Regions from separate parts of the Mus musculus genome. Here all the other regions are linked to region 2. Evidence: chromatin contacts called from public promoter capture Hi-C data. All regions are on one chromosome and are shown on one strand. Each heading gives the region's core, a stretch centred on a gene start, on an enhancer-like site or on the middle of the called end of the contact. The rest is flanking DNA. Distances are from core to core; before and after follow the strand shown. Region 1 overlaps Sltm (SAFB-like, transcription modulator). Region 2 holds the start of Aqp9 (aquaporin 9). Region 3 holds the start of Sltm (SAFB-like, transcription modulator). Region 4 overlaps Myo1e (myosin IE). Region 5 overlaps Rnf111 (ring finger 111). Region 6 holds the start of Ccnb2 (cyclin B2).

The links. Promoter capture Hi-C pulls out the DNA fragments that hold promoters and counts their contacts.
Region 1: a contact with region 2 is called in a promoter capture Hi-C map of hematopoietic stem and progenitor cells, with 3 times the contacts expected there. The contact joins the enhancer-like site here to the promoter of Aqp9 in region 2. A contact is called at or near these places in 5 of 39 promoter capture datasets (the 3T3-L1 cell line, the HPC-7 cell line, cranial neural crest and 2 more), 2 of 115 datasets of contacts at active chromatin or transcription factors (astrocytes and embryonic stem cells) and 3 of 9 other capture datasets (adipose tissue, liver and pancreatic islet).
Region 3: a contact with region 2 is called in a promoter capture Hi-C map of fetal liver, with 6 times the contacts expected there. The contact joins the promoter of Sltm here to the promoter of Aqp9 in region 2. A contact is called at or near these places in 19 of 39 promoter capture datasets (the 3T3-L1 cell line, 3T3-L1-derived adipocytes, the HPC-7 cell line and 13 more), 1 of 484 Hi-C or Micro-C datasets (erythroblasts), 5 of 115 datasets of contacts at active chromatin or transcription factors (astrocytes, bone marrow-derived macrophages, embryonic stem cells and 2 more) and 2 of 9 other capture datasets (adipose tissue and embryonic stem cells).
Region 4: a promoter capture Hi-C map of the HPC-7 cell line shows a contact between it and region 2, with 8 times the contacts expected there. The contact joins the enhancer-like site here to the promoter of Aqp9 in region 2. A contact is called at or near these places in 5 of 39 promoter capture datasets (the C10 cell line, the HPC-7 cell line, hippocampal neurons and 2 more), 2 of 115 datasets of contacts at active chromatin or transcription factors (T-cell acute lymphoblastic leukemia and astrocytes) and 3 of 9 other capture datasets (adipose tissue, embryonic stem cells and pancreatic islet).
Region 5: a promoter capture Hi-C map of the C10 cell line shows a contact between it and region 2, with 4 times the contacts expected there. The contact joins the enhancer-like site here to the promoter of Aqp9 in region 2. A contact is called at or near these places in 10 of 39 promoter capture datasets (the 3T3-L1 cell line, the C10 cell line, the HPC-7 cell line and 5 more) and 2 of 115 datasets of contacts at active chromatin or transcription factors (astrocytes and extraembryonic endoderm stem cells).
Region 6: a contact with region 2 is called in a promoter capture Hi-C map of erythroid cells, with 110 times the contacts expected there. The contact joins the promoter of Ccnb2 here to the promoter of Aqp9 in region 2. A contact is called at or near these places in 18 of 39 promoter capture datasets (the 3T3-L1 cell line, 3T3-L1-derived adipocytes, the C10 cell line and 12 more), 1 of 484 Hi-C or Micro-C datasets (the G1E-ER4 cell line), 5 of 115 datasets of contacts at active chromatin or transcription factors (astrocytes, embryonic stem cells, large pre-B cells and 2 more) and 1 of 9 other capture datasets (adipose tissue).

The regions. Positions count from the first base shown.
Region 1 is chr9:70,589,718-70,592,767 of GRCm38.p6, reverse strand. Sltm (SAFB-like, transcription modulator) reads right to left here. Exons shown (of 21, transcript NM_025690.4): 21 at 531-1,189. The coding sequence ends at 1,081. Among named protein-coding and RNA genes, the nearest start is that of Sltm, 49 kb to the right of the region's middle. Within about 2 kb of position 1,312, at least 58 of the 459 cell types and tissues checked have an H3K27ac peak or open chromatin away from gene starts, as enhancers often do. A contact at or near this core is called in the HPC-7 cell line and hematopoietic stem and progenitor cells, where this site is marked.
Region 2 is chr9:71,161,771-71,164,786 of GRCm38.p6, reverse strand. Aqp9 (aquaporin 9) reads left to right here and starts at 1,498. Exons shown (of 6, transcript NM_022026.3): 1 at 1,498-1,814. The coding sequence starts at 1,704.
Region 3 is chr9:70,541,429-70,544,619 of GRCm38.p6, reverse strand. Sltm (SAFB-like, transcription modulator) reads right to left here and starts at 1,905. Exons shown (of 21, transcript NM_025690.4): 1 at 1,539-1,905; 2 at 563-650. The coding sequence starts at 1,700.
Region 4 is chr9:70,390,111-70,393,160 of GRCm38.p6, reverse strand. The region is part of intron 26 of Myo1e (myosin IE); the gene reads right to left. Among named protein-coding and RNA genes, the nearest start is that of Mir5626, 14 kb to the left of the region's middle. Within about 2 kb of position 1,605, at least 28 of the 459 cell types and tissues checked have an H3K27ac peak or open chromatin away from gene starts, as enhancers often do. A contact at or near this core is called in the HPC-7 cell line, adipose tissue and embryonic stem cells, where this site is marked.
Region 5 is chr9:70,483,670-70,486,698 of GRCm38.p6, reverse strand. The region is part of intron 2 of Rnf111 (ring finger 111); the gene reads left to right. Among named protein-coding and RNA genes, the nearest start is that of Gm24615, 9.7 kb to the right of the region's middle. Within about 2 kb of position 1,763, at least 29 of the 459 cell types and tissues checked have an H3K27ac peak or open chromatin away from gene starts, as enhancers often do.
Region 6 is chr9:70,419,988-70,422,969 of GRCm38.p6, reverse strand. Ccnb2 (cyclin B2) reads left to right here and starts at 1,416. Exons shown (of 9, transcript NM_007630.2): 1 at 1,416-1,553. The coding sequence starts at 1,530.

The DNA.
Region 1 (3,050 bases), core at 63-2,562, 570 kb after region 2:
TGTCTCAGGAACAGAGAGCAAACGCTACCATTGGAGCTCTTACCAAGTCTGCTGCTTGGGACTCACATGCAGGAAGGCTGAAGGACTACCCCTGAAACTGAAACAAAGATATATACATTCTCATTCTCTTATTCTCTCTCCTTCCCTCTCCCCTCCTCCCCCCCCCTCTCTCTCTCTTTCTCTCTCTCTCTCTCTTTCTCTCTCTCTCTCTCAGTATGGGTTTTAATTTCATAAAACCTGACAAATTCACCCATCTAGACTGTGGGCTTCGTCCACGTCTCCGCATTATTTTGGAAAGATGGGAATGTTATCACAAGATTCTGAGAATTGGGATCCATCTATCAAAACATGAAGATCCCCCACAAGTGCACTTACCTGCTCAACTCAGTAAACTGAGAACTTCATGACACATGGACAAGATCTCCTTCAACTCCATGGTCTTATACCATGCAAACCTGAACAAGTCTGTTGCTCCCTATATGGAAATTTTACCTTCAGTTTACAATTAAAAAGGTTCTCAATACATTAGCAACTATACAGAATATGAAGGTTTATTTCCAAAAAGATTACATTTTTTTTTTAACCAGGATACACAGATGCACTTAATGTAACAGTACCTTCTGCAAAAATAGGTTACATAATACTCCGAAATGCAGGGAACAATCTTATTCTCTAAAAATTAGACAGCAGGCTTTTGAAGCTCAAATAGCCTTCAAAATGGAGGCAGCCAACACTGGTGACACCACAGAGCTACGCTGCAAATGAAACCACTACCATTCAGCTGCAAACCACTCATGTTCACACAGTGCCAAACAGAACAGCCTTGTGCCAATCCTTTCAAATGGGTCTCAGTGCTGCAAGAAAAGGTTGAATGGTACACAAAACTATGAAAAGTTTCAACAGAACTATTTAAACATCTTCTCTAAAGTTGAGAAAAGAAATCGTGTTAAATTTTTTTATAAAGAAAAACAACAGTCAGCTAGAACTCTCAAGCAGTCAGAGGTTCTCCTAGTAAGCAGTCAGGGAACGTTTACAGGAGATCTCAATAAATTATCTTGAAGCCACAGCAGGAAGCTTGCGTTAAAATCGCCGTGGAGGTCCACTCTTAAACGGCTTAAACCCCGAGCTGCTTCCTCTTGGCAAGGAGTTACCACTCATCTGTACAATCCTGTTCACTGGGGACGCAGTGCTGAAGGGGTTAAAAGGGAAACAAAGGTCAGAACAAACCAACAATCACAAGCTGCTTTCATAGCCCCTGACGCTTAGGGGCACAGGCTGCTCTCTGCCTTACTCACCACAGCCAAGACCCTAGTCCTGTACAGTGCATACCGTTCGTTATCAACCCCTCCTTACCAGGGAAGAAACTAAGAACTGGAAGTGTATCCTGCTTTGTTTTTTGAGACAGGGTTTCTCTGTGCAGCCCTGGTTATCCTGAAACTCACCCTGTAGACCAGGCTGGCCTTGAACTCAAACAGATCTGCCTGCCTCTGCCTCCCAAATTCTAGGATTAAAGGTATATGCCACCACCACTGGGCCTGGAAGTATATCCTGACCAAGGCACAGAGCTAATATATGGTGGGCTGCAACAGCGTGACCTTGGCACTCTCATTTCAATGCCCACTTCTTCAGAAGCCAATGCTATGCATGACAAGACTACAGCTAGGCTTCTCCGAAATCCACCCTGGATCCGCAGCAGCAGCAGCAGCAGTGACTTGTGCCAAGTGTAAACCCACAGCCCCTTCAAGGTTTCCTACTTCCTCTTTTTACTCAAGATGTAATTATGGAGAGGCAAACCTTAAACAAGATCCTCCTTCAGTTTCTCTCTGCTAGGCCTAATTCATAAGCCACTCTAACCCCACCCAGGTCGCTGTGGGTGGGACCCTCTAGTCGCTGGCTTTAATTAGTGGTATTAAGGAGACTGTGGTACACACTAGAGCTTCATGAACTATCTACCAGAAAGTCAGCCAATAATATTTGCAGTATCTTTGTTGGGTTTTATTTGTTTGTTTTGGGGTTTTTTTGTTTTTTTTGTTTTTTTGTTTTTTGAGACAGGGTTTGAATTCACTCTATAGACCAGGCTGGCCTCAAACTCAAATTCGCCTGCCAAGTGATGGGATTAAAGGCATGCGCCACCACGCCCGGCCTGCAGCATCTTTATATATTTCTGGCAGCACTACAGATGCCAGAAAGGGACAGGAAAAAGACACTCCAAAACTCTATCATAATGGGCAGTGAAGTGCAATAAATCAAGTCCAATAAAGCCAGGTGAGAACCTGGGTTAAATCTGTGACCTACAGAAGCCACTGGGTTTTGAAGCAAGTAAATGATAGAACCAAATGTGTGGTTCCAGCACCACATTCAGAGGTAGAGTGACTATCACACGTTCTCTGGGAAGACCAGCCATGGGCTGGACAGAGGAAGGGGCAGCATCAGAAAAATGCTTACTGTATGGATACCATTTTGAATTTCTTCTAAGAACAAAGAAAGATCAAGACTGGGTTGTGTTTCCTGTCAGGGTTTTGAGGACGGCAGCACTGAGAGGTAAAAGAAGCTTGAGGCAAGGAAAACAATTAAGTTGGAGAGGAACAAGTTTGCCTGCATCCTGGAGCTCAAAGAGAGGCATTATGAGGAGATGGCAGGGAAGAGTAATGTGTGAAGATCATCTGCTTGAAGGAGCCAAAGAGGAGGGTCAAGAAGGGAAAAAAAAAACAGAAGGATGGGTGTGGTGACACACACCTTTAGTCCCAGCACTTATGACAAAGAGGCAGAGGCAGGCAGATCTCTTGAGTTTGAGGCCAGCCTGGTCTACAGTAAATTCCAGGGCAGCCAGGGATATGTAGTGAGACCCTTTCTTGAAAAACCAAAGGAAGGAAGGAAGGAAGGAAGGAAGGGAGGAAGGGAGGGAGGGAGGGAGGGAGGGAGGAAGGGAGGGAGGAAAGAAAGGAAAAGAGAGAGAAAGGAAGAGAGGGGAGAGGTGCTGGCATGGTGTGGCAATACCTAGAAATCTGAGGCAAGAGAATCCTGATTTGAAGGCAGTCCAGCCTACACAG
Region 2 (3,016 bases), core at 249-2,748:
TGTTTCAGCTACATCCTCATCATGACCATTTAATCAGGAATTAAAGTCGAAATGCTAGATTGTTTTTTATTTATTTATTTTTTAAATTTATAGTATTGACCTCTTCGGTCTGAACTGTAAACTTTACCTGCAGCTTAGGTGTTTGATCCTGCCTCTGGGCTCTTCCCAGCTGCTCTGCTCACAGCCTCCCCTCACCCCTTCCAGCCTGCCTCCTCAGCTGGAAATGATTGAGGGCCTCCTGCAAAGGTAGAGGAGGGCCCCAAAGAAGACTGGGAACTGGGCAGGCTGCTCTGAGGGAGGGAAGGAGGGTGGGAGGGAGGGAGGGAGGGAGGGAGCATAGCATGGGTTCAAGTCAGTGGACTGCCTGGGGGTGTTTAGAGACTACTGCCTCCAATTCCGTCTTTTCAGACAAACCAGCTTTGGAAATCAGGGCTTGCTTATTGATCAGGTCAAGAAGCTATTATAAGATGTAGTCTGTTGCCTGTGAGGATGTTAATTCATCAGATTTAAACTAGATACCTTAGTGGGGCATAGTTACTCCTCTCTTCTTTAACTGGGATGGGATTGACTGGTCAGAGGGCTAGAATTCCAGTCCTCTGCTTTCTCTATCTTTCTGATTCTTGAATCCTAAACTCTGTTTACCAGATAGGGAGACCACTTCAGTGAACAAGAGGGAGTTCCCATCTTGTCCCATAAACACCTTAACACCCTCCCCTCCCCTCCCCCCTCTTTCCCTCCCTCCCTCCTCCCCCCCCTTTTTTCCTCTCAAGACAGGGTTTCTCTATATAGCCCCAACTGTCCTGGAACTCATGTAGACCAGGCTGGGCCCTTGAACTCACAGAGATCAACCTGTCTCTGCACACACACACACACACACACACACACACACACACCTCACCCCCCACCCTACCCCCAGCGCTGGGATTAAAGGCAGCACTAACCCAATGCCCCATAAACTTACATTTCGGAGCCTTTAAACTGCCCTTCCATAAGTTAATTTAGTTATTTCTGGAGCCCTTCAGAAAGACTCCAGCAGTCCCATGAACTCCCCGAGGCACTACTAGAGCCAGCCTAGTCTCTTTCCCTTACACTCTCCAGTTTGGAAGAAAACCTTCAGGAGAGAATGTTCACAGTGAAGGTGTCTATACCTGATTGAACTATTCTAAATTACACCCAAACTGCCCACTTCCGAATAGGAGAAAACAAATCATCAGAAGGCTGAAGTTGTGTAACAGGTAAATCTCTTCTGGACCAAGGCCCATCTCTGGTTTGGCAACCCAACCAACGTAGCATCTCTTTTCTCATCTCCTGGAAAAAAAAAAAAAAAAGAAAGAAAGCCAACAGAGAAAAAGTAGCCAGAGAACAGAGAATAAAGGTAATGATTAATCTGTCAAGTACAAAAAGAGTCATTTTGAGGATTTGGAATTATAACTCATTAATGCAAACAAATAGCAATGAGCTGGGAGGGAGGGAGGGGCTGACAGCAGAGGCAGACAAGGATTAAGTCACAGTTCCTAATTAGGACAGGCTCTCTGACACAGTCAGGTATCTCTTTAGTCGCCTCCAGAGATCCGTGCAGAGCTAAGTGAGCTTGGTTTTTTTAAAATTCTTTTTTGTTTGGTTTGGTTTTCATGTGGTAGTGAAGGCAGGAAACTGAGCGAGCAGACCTTGGTGGAAAGCTTACCTCTGGCAGAAACCCCAAGATGCCTTCTGAGAAGGACCGAGCCAAGAAGAACCTCGTGCAGAGGCTGGCCCTGAAGAGCTGTCTGGCTAAGGAGACACTCTCTGAGTTCCTGGGCACCTTTATAATGATTGTGAGTATTGCTCGATTTCCATTTTCCCAGTTCAGACCTAACCCCGCCTTCCTGGCTGCCAGGCGTCTGGAGCAGGGCGTTTGTTTTTTTGTTTTCCCTGATTATCAGTTCCAGTCCCTTCTAGGAGGCAGCAAGTCACTTTCTAGGTTACTTGACTATTTGGTGACCATTAAGAGCTTCGTTCGCTCTTAACGTGTAGCCAAGACAGTTGATAGGAGTGGAGAAGGGGGAAGGGGAGTACTTCTTCATTTTAAAATGTCTCAAAGTGGCTTTTATGATGAAAGAGTTGCTAGACATTGCTTCCCATTTGGTGACTGAGTCATCTGAAACAAACATTAATGGTCAATAGATAGCGTGGAACAGGCTGCCAAGAGAGGTGCCTGGCAGTTTTGTTTGTTTGTTTGTTTGTTTATTTATTTATTTATTTATTTGTGTGTGTGCACGAATGCACACAAGTGCATCTGAAAATGGCCTGGCAGTTTTATTTATTTGTTTGTTTGTTTGTTTATTTATTTATTTATGTGTGTGCACCAATGCACACAAGTGCATCTGAAAATGGCCTGCTGGAGTCAGCTCTCCTTCCACCATCCTTCCACCATGTGGACTCTAGGGATGGAGCTCAGGTCATCAGGCCCGGCAACAGGGACTTTTATCTCGTGAGTCATCTCACCGGACCTACTTAGTAAATCAGAACTTGGGGTTAGTATGGTGTGTGTGTGTGTGTGTGTGTGTGTGTGTGTAGCCTTGTGTTGGTTTCATATAATTTCTCCCTTTTGATTGAACTTGACTTGAGCAAATCTCTCAAGGTCTTTAAATTGAACTTCATAGAGTTAAACATGGACAGGCCTAAGAATCTCAAAAAGAGATTGGCTCAGCTATGAAAACAAACAAAACAAAGAATAAAACAGAGACCAGAAACTATTGCTACTTTCTGAACTGGTGTGAGCCCTGGCCTCAGGCTTTTTTTAAAATGGGACAGCTATTTATTTCTATTTATCTATTTATTTATTTATTTATTTATTTATTTATTTATTTATTTATTTTGGTTTTTCGAGACAGGGTTTCTCTTTATAGCCCTGGCTGTCCTGGAACTCACTTTGTAGACCAGGCTGGCCTGGAACTCAGAAATCCGCCTGCCTCTGCCTCCCGAGTGCTGGGATTAAAGGTGTGTGCCACCACACCCGGCTTATTTAATTTTTTAG
Region 3 (3,191 bases), core at 656-3,155, 620 kb after region 2:
CATACCTTAAAACTTCTTTAAAGCTAATCAGTTGTGGGGTTTTTGCTTTTGTTAGTATGATCGATGAGGTCTTTTGAATTTCACTGAAAATTATTAGACTGCATAATGGAATAAATGGGAAATAAGCAGTATGTCAATTAAAACATTAAACAAAGGTTACAGATCTTGAATATACTAGAGAGAACAGCAAAGAGCCAAGGAAAGGTCTAGTGGGAATTTCACCAAAACTCTGCCAATTGTGGGGCAAGGTAGACATGGATCAAACTGTATTTCTTTCTTCAGATATTCCTACTATGAAGGATCGGTATGCAACTTAACTTTGTACCTTTCCCCAGAATCAATAAAGAACTTTCTTATTTTCTGGTCATCTTCAGCCGAATCTGAAAGGCTGCAAGTTACTCAGAGCCTGCTAACAGTAACTTTCTTCCTTGACCCAAGAAGGCAGAGTGCCAGAGGGAAATAGCAAAGAATAGCACTATATAAACAGGGCGAGTGGTACAAGAGCAGAGCCAAGTTATAGAACCAAAATATATTTTAAAATATGTTCAGAACTCGTAACAACCTTTGCCTTTGGTTGGTTTCTTGTTTGGAGTATCAGTTGAAACAGTTAATTCAATATTATCTGGATCGCCTCCTTCCTCTTCAATAGCCTACATTAGAAAGAGAAGTTAATATGCTACACAAACTATCTAAACTTATTTTATAAAAACTTAATGAAAATATATTACCAAACCTCCAGCCTCAAAACATTAGAATTGCCAGTTATTTTACAAACCGACTTCACAAACGAGTAATTATGCTACACAGAAAGGGGTGGAGGGTGTCATTGAGTATCGAAATGTCCTGGAACTTGAAATTCCACCCAGTCGATGGTTCCATGTCACATATACTGAACAAGAACCTAAATATGTTCTATTACAGAAAGTTTGTAGCTACTTAAATAAGGAAGAGTTTTCCTAACGTATTGCGTACACTTGTTCCCGTCTCCGATTCCAAGGCTTCACGCGAATAAACCTGAAAGCTTAACAGGACTGAGAACGTGGATGATTACGCTGATGCAATCAGAAATTAAGAATTAAAAATAAATCAGTTAAAAGCCTAGTGGGGAAAAAAAAAGATGAATCTTCCCTTCTCATCCACTCATCAACTCCCACTACGGATTTCTCTGAACAGGGGTGAAGAAACGGTTGGACACAATTAAACGGTAACTTCGGCCAAGTCAGCAAACTAACCATCGCCTCGGAGCCCGAGAGATGCACGCGCTGCGCACCGCCCGTAGGCCGGGGTACCCAGCGCCGCCCAGGGTCTGCAGCTCCACCCTCCGCAGGCCGCAGAGCCGATGGAGAGGGCGTCCCAGGGGAGGCAGGGGGCGCGACCGGCGGCGGCTCGCGAGGCCGCTGGAAGGCCAGGCTCCTCGCGGAGGCGCGGGCCCCGCGCGCCGGGCACGCACAGGCACCACCCGGTCCGCCCCGACCGCGGAAGCGTAGCACCTAAACGGCGCGGCCTACGCTGCCCTGCGCGCAGCGTCCGGGCCTCACCTGCTTCAGCCGGGAGACCAGTACCGTCTTGACCCCGTTGATGTCCAAGTTGCGGCGCTTCAGCTCGGACCTGAGGTCGATAACCCGCAGCTCCGTGATCTTCTTCCCTTCCGCCGGCCCAGAGGCGGCCGAGGCTACCACGGCCCCGGCAGCGGCAGCCATTTTGGGAAAGCAACGCGCTGCCGAGGCAGCTAGTGGGCTGCAGGGCGGCGGCGGCGGCGGAGGAGGAGGCAGCGGCGGTGGAGGCGGTGGCCGCGGCAGCACCAACTTCCAACCCGGGCCCCGGGCGGCCAGCGGCGCCGCGCTACGCTGCGCACAATGAGCCACTGACCACGCCCCCCCACGGGGACCACGCCCCCGACTCTGCTCCAGCGCAACCTGCAGCGGCACCCGGATGACGGGTGCGCGTGCGCACTGAGCAGGCATGGAGGGGGCGGAGCTCGCAGCGGACCGGTGGCTCGGCCTCTGGCGTGGTCCCGGGAAAGTCTCCGCGTGTCCAACCGCTCAGCTGTCCTCGGTACCACGGTTCCCGCCTCTCCATTAGCCTCCTTCTCCTCTCATCTCTTACCTAGAGCCATCGCCACTTGAGAGGCACCCCATAGTAGGGAGAGTAGGTGCGTCTCTTCACCGAAATGAGGGGGCGTGTGCGCCAGCCTTCCCGGAAGAAGTACGGAATCATCGTGGAAAGGTGGTCGGGGTATACTAGTGAACTTAGGTCGGCGGGTTCCGCCCCGGAACGCCCAGCGAAACCTGAGGCCGAGAGCCCAGGGGACAGTGTCACGCTGTGACCCCCTGAAGCTTAGCCCCTCTTTGCCTGAAAACTACCAGGCAAACGTCCTCTCCTCGTTTGCCTCAGCTTGCCCATCCCCTCCGACGGGCCTGATGGCTCAATGAAATTGTTCACAAAAGGAGAATAACTTAAAAGTATATGTTGCCCTGATCCTATACAGTATCCTCTGCCCTGCGCCGCCAGCATTTGGTATGTCAAGGACAGGGGCCACTTTATGGAGAAATAGCCCGCATAGTATCTCTTAGTAATTTTAATATTATTAATCATCACAGCGTAAATATCTATAGAATTAACACAAAGTTGGACAAAGTTAGGAAACACAGGGAACTGAATTAACATTTACTGGTGGGTGATGTTTTGTAAAGGCAAGGGTATGTTTTGTAGAGCGAGGTATAGAGCGGTGGGAGGGACTGCCTCATCCGGCTGATGCTGAGGCATCCCCACCCCAGGTACCATCCATAAGACTGGTCTAGTATAGAATAGAGTTTATTTGGGGGTATGGCAAGGGGAGCTGAGAAGGGAGTAGAGGCAGAGAAAGGGAGAAGACAGAAGAGAAGAGCCCGGCCAAGAACACGTGGAGGGGGGAGGGGAGAGGAAGAAAGGAGTCAAAGGGGGGGGGGGGACATTCCCATCCAGGCCTACCTGGCTGTTGCTAGGTAAGTGTTGGGCGGAGCCTAGAAGGAATGCTAAGGTGCTAACAAAGGTGGGGTTGAGGTTGTTTTGTTTTACATCTTTCTCCAGTTTCCTGGTTATAAAACTTAAATTGGACTGGGCAGTGGTGGGACATGCCTATCAGCACTAAGGGGAGAGAGGCTTGTGGATCTCTGAGATACACTACACTCCAGCCTGGTATCTGCAGAGTG
Region 4 (3,050 bases), core at 356-2,855, 770 kb after region 2:
AATACACTAAAATTATAATACTGGGCATTTCAAATGGATTGATTCTATCTCCATAAAGCTTCTCTTGAATCAGTTGGTAGGGCAAGGGTTATACAATGCATAGTTGAACCTTGGAAAGGCCCAGGCCTTGTATGCTGGGAGCTGCTGAACGTGTCCCAAGAAGCAGGGGAACTGCTCAAACACCTGCCTCTCTTTTATTGTTCATTACGGTTTTAAGACAGGGTCTATACTTGAATTCAGTGTGCAGTAAGGAATCTATGCAGATGAAGAGCTGACTGACGCCTGGGTTTAGCAGTCTAGGGACCTGGAAGCATCACAGAGCACAGCCAGTCACAACACAACTGCCATTACCCAGGCTAGGCTAGAAAGAGCCCCCAAGCCTCCAGAACCCAGCCGATCTCTAGTGTCACTAGGTGGCGATCCTGTGTAATAAATATGGAGAACTAATGGCTTTCAACACACTGCCAGAAATTGATTAATGAGGTCGTTTAGGTACCACTCCCAGCCAGAGTGACTGCCAACTCAGTGCAGAAGGGCCACTGAGCAGAGCTGGCTCCGTCCTCAGCAGAGCGGATGGCAGAGACTTTCAGGAACTGTGTCAACGACTTGTGAAACAGTCATTAAAAGCCAAATCTTACCAACTTACAATTAAATTAGCAAACGAAATAAGCAAGCTTCATCCCATCCCATCCCCCACCCCGTCCCCTTCTGTCCCCCTCCCCAGTCCCACACACTTTCTGAGTAGCCATGCTGGTGGCTCAGCCTGACCTGGCTATGGTGTGTATATTTACTATGTATCCTAGTTTGCTGCCCGTTGCTGCCATGAAACACTGACAGAAGCAAGTTGCTCTGGCTGTGCTTTATTACAAAGGGAAGTCAGGGCAGGAACTCAAGGCAAGACCCAAGCGAAGACCATGGAAGAATACTGCTTACCAGCTCGCTCACTTGGCTTTCTCATACAATTCAGGACCCACCCACCTAGGAGTATACTGCCTGCCGACATCAGTCCGTAAGGAAATGCTCCACAGGCTTGCCTCCAAGGAAAATCTGATAGCAGCAATTTCTCAGTTGAGGTCTGTCTTCCCAGATAACCCTAGCTTGTGTCAAGTTGACAAAAAAGGAAGCCATTTAACCCCAGGAACTGGCAACTGTTGCAATTTAGGCATTTTTGTTTAGTTTTATTACTCCCTGCTGCTCAGGAGACCAGACCCTTCCTGAATTCACCCTCATGGAAAATGCTTTCCTAGGCTGGAGAGATGACTCAGCAGTTAAGAGCACTCGCTGTTCCTGCAGAGAACCCTGATTTGGTTCCCAGCACCCACATAGTGACTCACAACTGTAATGCTAGTTCTGCTTTTTTTCTGGCTTTTGAGAACACTAGGCACATACACGATGCACAGACACACCTCCAGGCAAAATATCTTTACACATGAAAAGATAAAAATGAAAATTGGAAAATGCTTTTCTGAGCCGGGCTCGACAGCATACACCTGTAATTCTAGCACTTGGGGAGGCTGAGGCAGGACAATCTCATCTCCGTGAGCTCAAGGCCAGACTGAGATGGACATAATACATCTGGATCCAGATATCAAATAAAAAAAAAAACCAGCAGGCTGTCCCTCCATTTGTTTTGAACTGTCTGTGCAATTTTGGGTAATTTTGGCCCCTCTGCTATTTTGTGTTGTTTGTATTTCTAATATCCACCCCACCCCCCACCCCCAGCAACACACACACACACACACACACACACACACACACACACACTCGAGGATTGAGAACTGTGTTATAAAGACAGAGCCTTCACTGGGACAATGGAGACAACACCGAGAATGTCAGTTTCATAATAAAGTTGCAACCCTGCTGATATGTCAACAGTCCAAGTTACTTTATCTGTGGACCTGCCGTATCTCTGCAGACACATATGTTAGTATGTAGCTATAAAACTACACACTATCAAACAAATCTGGTATCTGATTACATGTAATTTTCTTAATGGAAAATTTTTGCATTCTGTGTGAGTGTTTTGAGGGAGATACCAGCCCAGGCATTTGTGAGGGTCAGAGGGCAGTTTGCTGGGATTGGTTTTCTTATTCCTCCATGGCGGTCCTGGGAACCGAAGCCAGGTCATCAGGCATTGCAGCAAGCACATTTACCTGCTGGGGCATCTATTTGCTGCCTTTATATGTAATAAAAAAAATACTTAATGTTATATGTATGGGTGTTTTGTCTGCATATGTATCTATGTACTGTGTGTGTGTGTGTGTGTGTGTGTGTGTGTGCCTGATGCCTCTGAAGGTCAGAAGAAGGCATTAGGATCCTCTGGAAATGGAATTTCGGATGGTACTGGGATTCGAACTCAGGCTCTCAGGGAGGGCTCTGATCTGCTCAGCCATCTCATGGAACTTCTGTACAGTGAAGCTCAACTTTCCTGTTTGGATCTGATGGGCTTTAGTTCAGGCGAACTGCATAGTGTGCTTTTTGTCCCATAACCTAACAAATCTATTTAACTTCTCTCTCTTTTGGGCAGGGCATCACACCCAAGCATAACCTCACTGTATCGAAGAATGCGATTCATGCTTCCTGAGAGACCACGGAGCCATGCACAGCACATCCGGGTTGCAGGCTGAGAATTTGCCTTGCAGGGTGAATCCTACATTATTGGCTAGAAAAGACCAGAGTGCAGGCACTGAGATCAATGTCTCATCCCTGTACCAGTGTTAGGTTTTCACACCCAAAATTGGTTTATCCATTTTTAAAAGTTTAATTAATTAATTAATTAATTTTAATTTTTAAAAGTTTAATTAACTTGCTGATGTGTGTGTAATGCTTACCAGGGCTCTTATATGGAGGTCAGGGGATGCCTTTGGGGAGGGAGGGTCTGTTCTTTCTTACCATGAGGGTCCTTAGAGATCAGACATAGGTCCTAATAGTTGATAACAAATAGCCTTCCCTGCTGAGTCATCTTGCCAGTTCTCAGTTATTGGCATCTTATTCTCCCCATTATACATACGAAGACACCAAAGCACACACGTTAAGTGACAGTCATGAGC
Region 5 (3,029 bases), core at 514-3,013, 680 kb after region 2:
TGCTCACTTTTTCATGTGTGTATAACCTGATGTGAAATAGCAGCTGCAGTTTTAAGAAAGGTTTTGGTCAGAGCAACAGTTTTTTCTTATAACAGTTTAAGGAAGAGTCAGTGAATTTTAGAAAAGATTTAGCTTTTTATTTTTTAAAGTTTTCTTATTTCTTGCCATTTTAATTGGTAGTTTACCTTAGATTGTAGGATTTGTACCCACTTAGGGACCAAACAGGAAACCTTTTAATTTGCTAATTAAGATTTTCTCAAAATAAGAGGTAAAGACTAAAAATGAACAATCTGTTATGACAGTATAGAAGCCACCATTTTCTTTATTGCTCTGGCACCAGGAAGTGGGTGGAAAGATTATTAGTCACTTGTGCTAACCCAGTGAAATGGCTAAAACTGTTCTTTGTCTGTTCATGGAGAACTTCCTTGGGTGTCTTGACTCTTTCTAGCTTAGTCCTTTTATTCCCTAGTTTTTGCATTTCCCTAAATGATGCTAGGCAGTGTGATCCCTCATTCTTTGATAATTTGACCCCAGTTGGTTTCTCCCTACTGAAGACATAAAACCAGAAAAGCTGCTAAGCAGTTGAGAGTTCTACATCTTAGGACACAATTCAGTTGTTAGACACATCTGCTCTTTCACCCTTCCTTCACTGTGTCACGTGGGTATCTTATCTGCATGAAGCTGGTACCAGAATTCCTATTTGCTGTATCCTCTGTGTTCCCCCATAGTGTGTTGTGCATTTTGACTCATTAAAGTCTGTAAATATAATTGGCCTGCATTAATAATTGTCCTCCTAGGCTTGCTGCCTCAGTCTGTTAACCTAGGCCTAATCCTGGAAGCTTCTAGTCTCTGTGCAATCTAATGTAGGCCTAGAACGTCAGCCTCTGAGACTTACTGCTGATCACCCTTCCTAGTTCTTCCCGAGTTCTGCTTGGCTGGTTCAGCTTAGGTGTTCTGGCTCATCATATTCTTCTTCAGGCTGACTGAATCTGACTTCTCTCTCAGCTTCTTCTGAATCACTCTGCTTTGCTTGAAACTAACTCTAGCAATCTGTTCTAATCTCCTCATTTTCTGGCTCATTCTGTCTTTACCTGTGTCTAGCTTGTTCTCTCTCTTCAACCTGTCTCTGTAAAACACTACTGGTAAAACTACCCCCCACCCCTGTTCTCTTAAGTATCTTCCCTTTCCTCCTCTCTCTTCTGATAGTTGGGCATATCCTATTCTGTCAAATCTTTGTCTGCCACTTAAACACAACGTCAACTTCTAACTAGGTGCTTTCTTCTACAAACTAACTTTATCTTCTTAGTTTGGGATTAAAAGGAGTGTTCTAAGGGTGTGTCTGTAGTCCAGCCAGAAGGATTTAAGGTGTGTGCTAGGGAGGCTGAGCCACAACACAGCTAGAAACAAGTTTTTCAGTAAATGACACAATCATAGTGTGGTCAAATGTCCTGCCACAAAAGTCAGATTCTGTTTGATAGTAAATTGTGAGCTTCTTAGAGTACAGGATCTTGATTTTTTTTTTTAAAGAGTATTTTCTTTTTTGTATTACCCACTGTTATCCACAGGTCTAGCACATGACTGCTTTATAATTATCTGAATAACTGAGCACAGAAACATTTTCATTTTTACTGTGGCTTTCTTTAATTTTGCTTCACACTGCCTATTTCAAACAGTAGTTTTCATTTCTCACAGAGATACTCACTGCTTCAGTGGGCGTGTTCTCTTTGAAGAGTTCTGAGTAAGCAGATCAGGTGGCACATACCTGTCATCTGAGGTAGGATTGGAAGTTTAAGCTACATACTAAGACCCTGTCTAAAGCAAAGGACTGTGTGTGTAAACCACAGTAAACGTAGTGCTTCTATTTAAAATAGAGCACCCTCAGCTTGCTGCCTCCCAGTCACCAAAGAAACCAGGAGGCAGCTTGAACTTCAGTTTTAGGAGCTGAAAGGTAAAATAAGAAATCTCTGGTTTGTAAGTTTAAAGCTTTGACCATTAGCAGATAGTTACTTGGGGAGTATGGAGACTGTTTTCTTTACATGTTGTTTTCTTTCCCTGACTCAGTGTTACTGAAGCCAGGGTTTTGAGCTGGGTAAGCTCTCAAACACTGAGCTAAATCCCTTAATTTTCAATTTTTTTTTTTTGTTTATTTGGGTTTTTTGTTGTTGTTTGATTTGTTTTTATTATTGATTTCTTGAGACAATGTAGACCTAACTGTCCTGAAATTAATTCTGTAAATCAGGCTGGCCTTGAGTTCAGAGATCCTGTCTCTGCCTCCTGAGTGCTAGGATTAAAAGTGTAAAATATCACCCTGACTTATTTTTCAATTTTTTTTATTGATCCTTTTCCCCCCCCAGCTAACACAGAGATAATTATTGTACTTTTAATACCAGTTTTTTAAAAAAAGATTTATTTATTTATTTATTTTATATATCTGAGTACACCATTGTTCCCTTCAGACACTCTAGAAGAGGACATCAGATCCCTTTATAGATGGATGTGAGCCACCATGTAGGTGCTGGGAATTGAACTCAGGACCTCTGGAAGAGCAGTCGGTGCTCTTAACAGCTGAGTCATCTCTTCAGCCCAATACCAGGTTTTGTGAAATGGATTTTAATGATTGTTCTCTAATAGTTAACATGTCTATAAACTTAGACACTGGACTAGTGTTAATAATGAGATTACAGCATATGTGTTGTACAGCAATTTCCTCTAGGATTAAAACATTCTCTCTTGCAGGGAAGCTCCTTATGCAGGAAAGTAAACAACTCAATATATATTCAGGTAGTCCCTGAATCTGTCCAGATTGACTAGGCCCCTCCCTGTCAGCTGAGTAACAAAGAAAACTTTCAAAGGAGAAAAGCTTCAAAGAAGACTCTGAGATCAGACCAGGTGCCTGCAAGAGGTTTAGACTAGAGTCCAACTTGGAAAGGACACTCAGCCTGTTGAGCTGTATGCAGGTTGTGCCATGTGCTCTGGGTTTCCGAGCTTTGGTGAGCTGTCAGTCATGCTGGGTGGGTCTGGGCCATGCA
Region 6 (2,982 bases), core at 167-2,666, 740 kb after region 2:
AGAACACATGCGACCATGTTGTGAAGTCCATTCACCACAGTAACCTGAAGTACAGCCAATGGCTTTGTTAAAGTTAAAGTTCAGTTAGAGAATAGGTCTGAGTTGCCAAATTGGTGCTGAAATCATGAGTTTAAGAGGTCCTCCTGCCATTTCTGAGTTCAAGGCCAGCCTGGTCTACAGAGTGAGTTCCAGGACTGCCAGGGCTATACAAAGAAACCCTGTCTCAGGAAAAAAAAAAATCCTCCTGCCTTAGCCTCCCAAGTAACTGGAATTATTACAAGCATGTGCTAATAGTACAAACTGCAGAGCACATTTTCTTCCCCAATCCAAACCAAAGCTTCCCAAGAAAGAGAAAGCTATGCGTAACCTCTGTGATTGTAAGGATGATGGACCAAGAGTCAGCAGCCACAGAACTTTCATTTCCTTTAGCAGGTACTTGAGAGAACTTAATGGGATATAAATAGTTATTTCTGCTCCTTTGGTTTCCAATATCCATGTGTAATTTAGGTCGAGGGGTAGTACTGCCACCTTGTCTTTTCAGGTGGGAGTGTTGGACAACACTGGTTCTTCCTTTAGACTCAGATTGGAAATGTCAGATTTGGGCGAAGGGGGAGGGAGCATTTATTATTTCCCAATAGAAGGGACTTGAACAAGACTGATGGGGTAGCCTGATCTCAAGTCGTTCTGCTGGCACTGCACCATTTTCTGTGTTGTTACCTAGTCTTTTCCCCAGGGTAATATTCTGGTTTTGTTTTTTGTTTTTGTTTTTGTTTTCTGTCTTGTCTCTCACTGTTCACAACTTGGGATACTCATTATTTTTCTTTTGAAATCTTGTGCACATCACACCGTCATTTGACAAATAGTTTCTGAGTTCTACTGTATTGTGCTGGAAGTCACACAAATCACGTCTAGTTTGAATTATGACTCTGCTGGGGATCTGTTTTAGGAAGACCACATACAGTACACATCCGAGTCACAATCATCTTGTAGCCCTGAACGACCTGGAGACGATGGCTTCATTTGCCAGACCATTCCAATCCAAATTCCCAGGTAGACGTTTCCGGAAGAGGAAGTAAGGTCAGAAGTAGCATTTCCAGGAAGTTCTCTGGAACCCACTTCTACCTAACCCAGAACAAACTTTTAAAGACATATGTCCTTAGGTGATGGCTCCCCACTCCTACCCCTAAAATTAAGACAATCTTTTCCAGTAGGAGGAAAAATTATTTTATTTAATATCAGGGACTAGAATTTGAAAATAAGACTGTAGACAAGGAAACAACAAAGCCTGGTGGCCTCGCTGGTTGCTATGACAAGCAAATACAAGCCAGCCAATCAACGTGCAGAAAGGCCTTCCAGTCTAGCCAATGGGTTGCGCGCGCCCTGCGTGCGTCTACCCAATAGTGCGTCAGCGGCGCGGTATTTGAATCGCGGACCGGGCGGTGGACGCGGAGCGGCGGGGCCCTGACCCTCCCAACGGTGTCGCAGACCGGAGTGGCTGTGCCTCGTCCGCACTTGCCAGGGCGGCCCTCATGGCGCTGCTCCGACGCCCGACGGTGAGTGCGCCGGGGCTACGGTGCCCTGTCCTGCCGGGTAGCCCGGGAGGCTGCCGGAGAGGCCCTGGCAGAGCTAAAGCGGTCCAGAGGCCCGGCCTGGGGTCTTCATTCCTGTTACCACTCAGGGCTGTGCTGCGCTGGGGATGAGGACCGGGAGGAACCGGGAAGCCGCCCAGTGCCATTTCTCTACTTTTCACATTTTTCAGTTTGCTTCGTGTGAGCTTCCCATTCGCGTCTTCATACTGCCTTCCTGGCCAAGGTCATTAAAGTGTGGTTTTGTCCTCTTAAAAAAAAAAAAAAACAGAAATAACAAAATGAAAACAAATACCCACCTAAGTGCTGGGCGGTGGTGGTGCACGCCTTTAATCCCAGCACTTGGGAGGCAGAGGCAGGCGGATTTCTGAGTTCGAGGCCAGCCTGGTCTACAGAGTGAGTTCCAGGACAGCCAGGGCTATTCAAAGAAACCCTGTCTCGAAAAAAGCAAAAAACAAAAAACAAAAACACCCAAGTGTAAGAGGAAACGTACAAAACTTGGATCCTAGGATGGCAGACAGTTGGGCAAAAGGCCAAATTCCTTTAATTACCTTTTTGAGAATGAAAGTATTACTGACTTTTAGGCTTTAATTGTACTAGGGTCGGTCTACTTTAGTTGAAAACAAGAGGGCCCCCGACACAGCTGCTGCCATTGTCCTGGCTAGTTAAAAGCCTCCAATTCCTCTTCCCAGTGAATTCAGGGGTACCCCTCATTACCAGGCTTTAACTCATAAGAAATTGAACTTTCAAACTCATTTTGAATTTAGCCGTGGGAAGCTAGCAGTAAAGACCGAACAGCTTAGATTTGGGGATCAGAATCCTAAACAATGAGGAACATACAGTCAGGGTTCATGTCTTGTAGCTCTAACTGCCACTAACAAGTTAATTTTTGTCTAATTTGTTCTTTCAAATTATTTAACAGTTAAAGTCTTGTGTAGGGATGGGGTACAGTTTATCTGGTCTATCCTACACAGGTCATCTTAAAAAAAAACAAAAAAACCCCAACCTTTGGAGAGGTTTTTTTGTTTGTTTTGTAGGATTAGTTCCCCCCCTCCCCCAACACTCAGAAAGTTAAATATTTTTTTCTCATGGAATACTTGTTATTGTACCACACTGTAAACTTTGGGGTATGAATAGCAAGCCTTGTTTCTTAACTGTATTCAAGATGAAGGCAATTAATTTCAAGTAACACTATTTTTTTTTTTTTTCGTTTTCATTCAAGTCTGACTCTCCCAATACTTGAGAGGTAAAATGACTTCCCCATCCTGTTGTCATTGGGAATGTCCTTAATTTGAGTCTATGCTATAGGAAGCTGTTTCTGAAGGGCTTTCCTTGGAAGTGCTATTTCTTATTCTTTGGTTGGCGTTATAACCCAAGCTGGTGTGAAGTCTGAAAC